Linked DNA regions of Sus scrofa: regions 2 and 3 are each linked to region 1. The links are chromatin contacts, called in public HiChIP or PLAC-seq maps. All regions are on one chromosome and are shown on one strand. Each heading gives the region's core, a stretch centred on a gene start, on an enhancer-like site or on the middle of the called end of the contact. The rest is flanking DNA. Distances are from core to core; before and after follow the strand shown.

What was found. HiChIP or PLAC-seq counts read pairs in DNA pulled down with a chosen protein or histone mark.
Region 2: a contact with region 1 is called in an H3K27ac HiChIP or PLAC-seq map of skeletal muscle. The contact joins two enhancer-like sites. A contact is called at or near these places in 3 of 47 Hi-C or Micro-C datasets (liver and skeletal muscle) and 2 of 2 datasets of contacts at active chromatin or transcription factors (alveolar macrophages and skeletal muscle).
Region 3: an H3K27ac HiChIP or PLAC-seq map of skeletal muscle shows a contact between it and region 1. The contact joins two enhancer-like sites. A contact is called at or near these places in 3 of 47 Hi-C or Micro-C datasets (embryonic fibroblasts and skeletal muscle) and 2 of 2 datasets of contacts at active chromatin or transcription factors (alveolar macrophages and skeletal muscle).

The regions. Positions count from the first base shown.
Region 1 is chr16:51,299,820-51,302,817 of Sscrofa11.1, reverse strand. ERGIC1 (endoplasmic reticulum-Golgi intermediate compartment protein 1) reads left to right here. Exons shown (of 10, transcript XM_003134052.6): 8 at 1,382-1,482. Among named protein-coding and RNA genes, the nearest start is that of RPL26L1, 25 kb to the right of the region's middle. Within about 2 kb of position 1,542, at least 28 of the 83 cell types and tissues checked have an H3K27ac peak or open chromatin away from gene starts, as enhancers often do. A contact at or near this core is called in skeletal muscle, where this site is marked.
Region 2 is chr16:51,490,334-51,493,331 of Sscrofa11.1, reverse strand. No RefSeq gene overlaps it. Among named protein-coding and RNA genes, the nearest start is that of TRNAE-UUC, 15 kb to the right of the region's middle. Within about 2 kb of position 1,596, at least 24 of the 83 cell types and tissues checked have an H3K27ac peak or open chromatin away from gene starts, as enhancers often do. A contact at or near this core is called in skeletal muscle, where this site is marked.
Region 3 is chr16:51,432,432-51,435,429 of Sscrofa11.1, reverse strand. It overlaps LOC102166710 (a long non-coding RNA gene), which reads left to right. Exons shown (of 5, transcript XR_001304774.2): 4 at 1-129; 5 at 2,583-2,998. Among named protein-coding and RNA genes, the nearest start is that of DUSP1, 24 kb to the left of the region's middle. Within about 2 kb of position 1,504, at least 35 of the 83 cell types and tissues checked have an H3K27ac peak or open chromatin away from gene starts, as enhancers often do. A contact at or near this core is called in skeletal muscle, where this site is marked.

The DNA.
Region 1 (2,998 bases), core at 293-2,792:
GTGAACGTCATTACACCCCGTCCCCTTTTACAGAAGCTGAGTCCAAGGACTTAGGACCGACTTAGCCAGGAGACCGGGATCAGAGCCCACAAGCCTAAATTTCTGGGTCATTTTAGTTGCAGGGTCCTTGAGCTGCCCCTCACAGCCCAGAAGCCCAAGGGAATATCACCTTTCCCAGGATGCTGTTTCGCGGCTCTGGGGCAGCGTTCTATCAGCCCGGTGTCTGATTCCGGTTACTTCATGCTTATCAGAAGCTGATTCATCTGTTCTCCCATTCATGTCTCTGACCAGTCATCCATCTCTCCATTCATTCATTCAATAAGCATTTGCCACTGTCCACTCTGTACCAGGCCCTGCGCAGGGTTCTGGGGACAGAAAGATGAGTAAGGCTGAGTCCCCCACCCCACCCCGCCCCCTGCAGCCTCCCTCATCCAGCAGGGATGGGGTAAGAGTTACAGAGTAATCCCACAGGACCAGTTCAGGGGACAACTGACCTCCCATTAATTGAAAATGAGAAAATGAGGGAAGAAATTAATCAGTTCTTTATCGATGCAGTTTTTCTTTTTCTTTTTTTTTGGTTGGATGGTTGGTTGGTTGGGTTTTTTTGCTTTTTAGGGCTGCACCTGTGCCATATGGAGGTTCCCAGGCTAGGGGTCCAGTTAGAGCTGCAGCTGCCGGCGTATGCCAGAGCCACAGCAATATGGGATCTGAGCCACATCTGTGACCTACACCACAGGCAGCGCCGGATCCTTAACCCATTGATCAAGGCCAGAAATCAAACCTGCAACCTCATGGTTCCTAGTCGGGTTCGTAACCGCTGAGCCACAATAGGAGCTCCCCGGTTTTTCATCTTTAAAACTTGAACCCAGTTTGTTTCGAAAGTAACAGAATTCAAACAGGATAAGAAGGTGCATGAAGAAATATGACATTTATCAAATCCCACGTTCCCTCCCAGATGCTAAAACTGCTAATAGTTTCTTGGGTATCTTTGCAGAAAATTCTTCTGTGTATTCACGCATGTAAAGGAGTGAGTCTTCCCTGCTCCTAATCCAGGGAATCACATTATTCACCCTGGTCTGTAACTTAATTCTTTTCACCAAACAAGTGGTTTCTTCCAGCAGCCCCTCCTCAGCACTTGCCCTATTGATGGACATTTAGGTCGTTTCTAGAATTTAATATTCTATACAGTGCAGGAGTAAAGATACTGACAGATGGAGTCTTTCAAAAAGAAGAGGGGTGGTTTGGTGGCAAAATTATGCAGGCTGAGTCCCTCCCACCCCGTGGCAATGCCAAGCACGTCTAGGGTTGAACTGACGTAGAAAGAGCTGCCAGCCAGGCAGTGCCCACCCCCGTGCTTCATGCTGCTGTGTCCTTCCCTCAGCTCTCGCCTCCCACGACTACATCCTGAAGATCGTGCCCACGGTTTACGAGGACAAGAGTGGCAAGCAACGGTACTCTTACCAATACACGGTGGCCAACAAGGTATGCGGGTGGCAGCTGAGCCCAGCTGCGTGCAATCACGCCCTCTGCTGGCCAAGATCAGAGATGACAAGTGTCTGGCTTGATTTCCTGTGATTTCCCTTTAAGGGACTTTTCCTGGGTGATCTGCCTGGGTAAAGATGGGAGGCCAGTCTCAGAGTTAAGGGGAAGAAATCTAACTGCAAGATAGGGTGTGACATGTTTGAGAAAGAGCAGGCGGGTGGCCTGCCCCAAAGGTCCAGGTGTTGCAAACACCTCCTCGGCCCTACATCTGACCCCAGTCCTCCACACGCAAGACCCTGATTGATTAGCACACAGCAGATGCTCCAGCTCTTGAGGCAACAAGCTCTTTATCCAAAATTGTGAGATTCTCAAATTACACCAGATGGCCGTTTGTAAACAGGTATGTCCCAGGACCCCAACACTCAGTGTCATGGAGAAGCAGACAGGCCTTGGTAGGAAGTAAAGCATAATCGGAGCCAGCAGATTGGGGTGATAGACAGTGGTTTGAAGCTTATCAGTTGAGACACCCCCACGAGGCTGTCTACACCAGGACTCTCATTTTTTATCCTGTCCCAGGACTGCCCAAGTCCATTGTAAGCAATATATTGTTTGACTCTAATAATAATAGTAAGAGTAGAAGCTATCGCTAATGGACTGCTTTGCTGGACATTGTGCTAAGCTCTCTAGGTCCCCATCTTTTTCAGTCATCATGGCAGTTCTGATATTGGGACTGTTACTGCCCCCATTATACGGATTTGGCCACTGAGGCACTGAGAGGTGGCCCCGGAGCTATAAAGTGGCCGGGTGGGGATTGGAACCAGCTTCCCGTCCCGTTCCAGAACCTGGGCTCTTGATCACATCAGCTGCTCAGTCTGAACACAGGGCCTCTGAGTCTGCCAGGCTGGGAGCCCCTTTCTCTCAGGTGACTTGGCACCGTTGTGCTCTGATCCACCTGAGGTTTTGCTTAACAATCCAGGGGAAGTCCTCTTTCTTTTATTCACCATTTCTTGGGGGGCATCTCACTGGACCCCTCAAGTGCTGACAGCAACGAACAGATGTGAGAAGGCAGGTGCAGTCTGAGCAGAAAGAGCGTGGGGCTGTGGAACAAAGTTCTGATTCAAACCCACTCAGTCACTTACCAGCTATGGGACCCGGGACAGGTCACAGAACTGTGCCTCAGTTTACTTGTGCATAAAATGGGGATGGTGCCACCTCCTAAGAGCGCTGTCAAATAAGGCAGTGTCTTTAAAACCACCCACCCCGCAAAGAAGGCTTTGGGTCAATGGTACCTACTGCTGATGCTCCTTTTTATTATTTTTCTCTGTCCCTCAGCTCTGGGCTGTGACCCAGACAGTCACCCTGCCCCATCAGCTCTCCCTGGAGAAAGCTGATCTTATTTTGCCCAAGGCTTCTTCCCCTGAGGCTTTGGCAGTGGCCCAGCGGCCAGAACAGCTTGCTCAGCTCTCTGCGGCCGCAGCCCCAACCTACCTTGAGCCGGGGGGCAGCGTGCCCTTTG
Region 2 (2,998 bases), core at 347-2,846, 190 kb before region 1:
GAATGAATGAATGGACAGAGACCTATTTTTGCCACAGTTCCACCCCTGGGCCTTTTCAAGTAAGCATTTGGGCAGTCTTTCAAAAATATTCACTGAGTGTCTAGTAAGTGCCAGGCACAGCCGTAGTCCCCATGCTCATCAAGGTCACTTGTTCTGTCACAGCCACAAGTGATATTTTTATTTATTTATTTATTTATTTATTTTATTTATTTTTGCCCTTTCTTGGGCCGTTCCTGTGGCATATGGAGGTTCCCAGGCTAGGGGTCGAATCAGAGCTGTAGCCTCTGGCCTACACCAGAGCCACGGCAACACGGGATCTGAGCCGCATCTGCGACCTACACCACAGCTCACGGCAATGCCGGATCCTTAACCCACTGAGTGAGGCCAGGGATCGAACCCGCAACCTCATGGTTCCTAGTCGGATTCATTAACCACTGAGCCACGATGGGAACTCCACGAGAGATATTTTAAATCCACACTTGTTATACATGTTTTGACTTGAGGGATTTTTTTTTTTTTTCCTCTTAGAAGAAAGTAAAGTCTGCTCCTGGATAGATGGGAAATGAAAACGTATGTCCACACAAAACTGGTTGGATGAGCAAGGCAGCATTATTCGTAATACCCCCCAAATGGAAGTAACCCAAATGTCCATAAACCAAGGAATGACTACATAAAATGTAGTTTGTTAGCACAATGGAACATTATTTGGCCACAGAAAGCAAGGAAGCACTGATCCATCCTGATGTGATCTTGGGAAACCTATGATACATCAAAGAAGCCAGTCACAGAAGATCCCACATAACATGCTTCCATTGAAATTAAGTATCTGGAGAGATAAATCCATAGAAACAGAAGATAGATTTGTGCTTGCCTAGTGCGGGGCAGAGGAGGGCTGCCAGTGGGTAGGGGTTCTTTTTGGGGGGTCATGAAAATGTTCTGGAACAGACCGTAGTGATGGAGGAACAATTCAGAATATACTGAAAACGGCCGAATCGTACATTTTAAATGAGCAAATGATATGGCATGTGAATTACATTTCTCTTTTTCTTTTTTTTTTTGGCCCCTCCGTGGCATGCGGACGTTTCCAGGCCAGAGATCAAACCCGCACCACGGCGGTGACAACACCCAGTCCCCAACCTGCTGTGCCACCAGGGAACTCTGTGAATTATATTTCAATAAAGCGATTATACAACCACGAAGAAAGAAACCAGAGAATTTCCCCTTTCAAGCAAGCAGAGTCTTGGAAGTGAATTTCACATACAGAGCGATCTGCTTCTGTTTATGAGTGGAATTTTTCTTTTTCAACAACTTTGAGCTCATGCTCAAGGCAACTCTTCTCAAGGTCTGTGCTGGGAAGCCCTCCCCCCTTCACTGCCACTGCCTCTCCCAGGCCAGGCAACCCTATCTGCCGCCCTTAACCTAGTTCATTCCACAGCCCCCAGCCTCCCTCCGCACCCCCCACCCCCGTCGTGCCCACACTGCTCAGCTGCCGCCAGCTCCCAAATGCCAGAGCTGCCACCTGGGGCCCTGGAGACGCAGGGGCCCGCAGTGTTGTGATGTGTTTGGATGGGGAGTGCGTTTGGTGCCAGCGTTACCAGGCTCCGAGGGTGACTAATTCCATCTGCATTTTTGGTTTCAGCTGCCTGGACTGTTCATCTGGAGGCCCTCAAACCTCTCAGCTGTTTCTGGAGAAGTCTGCTTCCCAGCTGTGGAGGCACAAGCTTAATTAAACCCATCCTCCAGCCCCCTCGGGCATCATATGTGCTGAACCAGTATTTCCTGAGCATCTACTATGTGCCAGACACCAATCTGGGGACACAGCAGTGACCAGACAGAGTTCTCGCCGCACTGGAGCAACCAAAACATACAGTGTGTTTTTAAAAGAAAAATATCTAGAGAGTGTTAGAAGTACTGTTCAGATGGATGAAAGAGCGTGAGGTGATTGTGAGACCTTAAAAGAGCTCCTTCTCAGTGTAGAGGGCAGAGGGGGAGCCACTGCTCTGGGGAGGTGGCTGAGAAAGGGGCCTCTGTGGGGAAACTTAGAAAAAGAATGGTCAGAATTCCCACTGTGGCTCAGCGGGTTAAGAACCCAACCAGAATCCATGAGGTTGCGGGTTCCATCCCTGGCCTCGCTCAGTGGGTTAAGGATCCGGCGTTGCCATGAGCTGCCATGTAGGTCGCAGCTGTGGCTCAGATCCCGCTTTGCTGTGGCTGTGGCTGTGGCATAGGCCAAAGGTTACAGCTCTGATTCTACCCCTAGCCCGGAACTTCCATATGCCCGGGGTGCGGCCCTAAAAAGACAACACACACACACACACACACACACACACACACACACACACACACACACACACACACACAGAGAAAGGGAAATGGTCTGAGCAGAAGAAATAGCATATGTGCAAAGGCTCTGAAGCAGTAATGGCAGCGAGGCCACTGTGATGCCACCTCACAGCCAGTGAGGAAGAAGAGAAACTAAGTTGGGACAGGCTAGGTTACGTAGAGGCTTCTCTGCCTTGGGGAAAAGTTCTTTTCTTTTTTCTTTTTCTCCCCCCCGCCCCTTTCTTTTTGCCACCTCCTACAGCATGCAAGAGTTCTGGGGCCTGGGATTGAACCCACACCACAGTGGTGACCCAAGCCACAGCAGTGACAATGCTGTATCCTTAACCCATGGAGCTGCCAAAGAACTCCCAGAGTTTCCTTTCTCTAAAATGCACTGGGAAGCCAGGAGGGGTTCACGAGAGAGGAGCAGGATGCAGCTTACATTTGCAAAGGTCACTCTGGCTGCGGAGGAGAGAAAGGGAGGAGACAGGTGGCGGTATGGAGAAAGCTGGGGCCAGGACAGCCTCAGTCCCTTAAGGATCAGCTCCCTCTGCCCCCACCTCTTCCACTGTCTCCAGCAGGCCTGGGCAAGTGATCCCCCCCTCATTCTAGTATCACTGTAGTTTTTTTTGCTATATCTTGACTGTTTTTACTTGAAATTTTCCTTTAAATCAAT
Region 3 (2,998 bases), core at 255-2,754, 130 kb before region 1:
AAATCTCTCATTTACATCTCACAGCAACCTGACCAGGCTCACCAGAAGGATGAGCGAGTAAGTTCCACGGGATGCTCTGGCCTCATTCTGCTGGGATCTGAACCCAAGGGCCAGGCTCGTCGTCACAAGGTGAGGCCCAAGTCTCCACCGGCCTGTGAAGTGGGAATTATTATCTCCATTACATTGATTTGAAAGAAAACCCAACAACCTGGGGCCCAGAAAAGGGCAGTGAGTCAGCCTGCATCACTCTGTTTGAGACGCTGGCCTCTGAGGATATCCTGCTTCTCCCTGCTTTTATCCCGATGGTCTGAGCCGAGGCTCTAAAGAAACGCACTGGGACTTTGGGACCCGCAGTCCCCACTCAGAGTTCCGGTCCAGTTACTCTGGGCCCACAGCTGAGCTCCAGATAACTGAGGGTCCAGCCTTTGGCAGGACGCCTGACCTCCAGATGACTGGGGTCCCAGCATGGAACAAAGACGGGAGTCAAAGAAGAGGCTGGCACCCCACCCATGGCGGGGCTCCTCAGTGAAACTCGGGGAGGGCATTTCTCGCCAAGGAGCAGGGCACAGGCTCCTCGTTCCACTTTCATCCTCTCTTCTTTATGGCCCAGCACCACTTTGTCAGCTCAATATGATGCTCTTCGTTTTGTAGGAAAGTGACCTCATATGGTTTATCTAAGCAAGGAAGCACTGACTGGTGTCCCAGGCAAATTGTATCAACCAGGATACTTTTTAAAAATTCTAGCGGGGAATTGCCATTGTGGCTCAGTGGTAATGAACCAGACTAGTAGTATCCATGGGTCTGCAGTTTCAATCCCTGGCTCCCTCAGTGGGTCAAGGATCCGGCGTTGCCGTGACCTGTCGTGTAGGCCACAGACGCGGCTCGGATCCCACGTGCTTATGGCTGTGGTGCAGGCCGGCAGCTGCAGCTCCAGTTTGACTCTAAGCCTGGAAGCTCCATAGGCCTCAGGTGTGGCCCTTAAAAGAAAAAAAGCAAATAAAATAAAATAAAATTCCAGTCGATTTCGGAGGATAGGTTGTTTTCCCACTTTGGGGAAGAGCCTTTGGAGGTGTGGGCTTCGGCCCTGCCCCCTGCCAGGCAGAGAGAGGGCATGGGGGGGGGCTGGCTGCAGCTTCTAATTCTCCCTCCCTGAGATGAATTCCCTTTCAGTGGCCACCACGGAACAATGACAGCTTAGTTCCTCTTGTCAGTCCTCCCTTTGCATACTCACCTTTTTCCCCCCAAGAGCCAAGGAAAGAGGAATTGGCTGCCTGATTGATGTCTGAAGGCCGAGGCGAAGTGAAAATGGGAGCAGCCCTGAGGAGGGGGGTGACTCATTCCCTGACCAAGGGACAAGGCCAGCCAGGGCAGAGGGGACCTTGGGAAGACCTGGGCTTTTGTTCCCTCTGGGAGCAAAATGAATCACCGATCCCACCTAAGTCACACTGGCCAGTCCCAAACTTTCCCGGGTAGAACCAGTGAGAGCCTCCAAGATGAGTCAGGTGGGGCCCTATCAATGGGCACAAAGGCCAAGGCCGTGCTCTTCCTTATTCTTCACGTTCACCTTGGCCCTTGAAAGAGGTTGGTAATCCTTGGGGCACATCGGAATCTGGCTCCAGAAAAGGAAGGTCGGCCACAATGCCTCCAGGGAGACCGGCCAGCAAGGTGGTGACCACCTGCTCTGGGCTGGCTGTCTGGACATCGTGCAGGTCTGCTCACTTGTTCGCTGACTCGGGCAGGAGCATTGACTGGACGTCCCGCAGGTGCAGGGCATTCTGCAGGTTCTCCTTGCTCCAGACCCCGCGGAGTGTGATGCTCGTGCACAGATGGGGAAACCGAGGCCCTCAGCAAGGAGCCCACCCCAGAGCCGTCTGACTCTGGACCTTGCTTCTTCTGATCCTGTGTCTCCGGAGACCTGGTCTTCCTCAGTGGGCCACGAATGTCTGTTTCACATGTCACCACCTGAGTTGATCCAGAAGAGCCTAGAAAGCCCAAGCCTTTTCTCCACGAAGCAGCCTGGGTTATTTTCAGAGGAGGAGCCTGCCCCAAGGAGCAGCAGAACTCCAGGCTTGTCCTCTGGGGCCTCAGCATTCCAGAGACCAGATGTGCGAGCCTGACGTCACTCACCGAGTCGTGGCCCCACTCCAGGCTGCGCTCCACTGGCTTGTGACCCCGGCTCCTCCACGATCTCCTCCTCCCTTTCCTCAGCTTGAAAGAGACGGAGTGGTGCTGGCAGCTGCTTCTCAGCATCTGGCGGAACATTCTGCCCCATCGCTGAGGGCCTCTCACTCCCCAGCCATCCCTGGGGATGGCCGATGACTCATATTTCCATTTACAGTGCGGGGCCAGGCCCCAGATCTTTCCATGACCACCAGGACGGGCCATATGGCGTTGGTTTAAGGACATGAGCATGTCATCAGACAGGCCTGAGTTCAAGTCCTCCTCCTGCTGTTTGATGGCTGTGTGATTTCAGAGAGTGGACTTACTCTCTCTGAGCCTCTTTCCCCTTATGTAAATGCAAACTATGGCTAACAGCTCTGATATTTTCCTTATTGAAAAAGCCTCTTGGCTTTTGCTTGCAGCTCTGAAAAATGAACCATGCCAATCTATCTTTCGACTCCTGGCAATCAACCCGAGCCGTAGCAGTGACAACACCAGATCCTTAACCCACTGAGCTCCCAGGTAACCCCAGGTTCGTTTTTTTTTTTTTTTAATTGAAGTATAGTTGATTTACAATGTTGTGTTTCTTTTTTTATATACTCACCATTCATAAGCCAAGGAAAGAGGAGGCTGCTATTTGGTTTTTTGACCTGGAGATTGGCACCTGCCATCGGCCTCTAGATGGATTGAATCCTGAGCCAGTGCAGCTGCCGCCCCCAGCGCCCCCTGAAAGCAGCTCAGGGCGGAGGAGTGAGGCGCTCTGTGTTCTGGGAAAAACTGACAGAACAGGTCTTCTGATAATTAGATATTTTCAGGAAAAGGCTTTATGAGCCCAGTT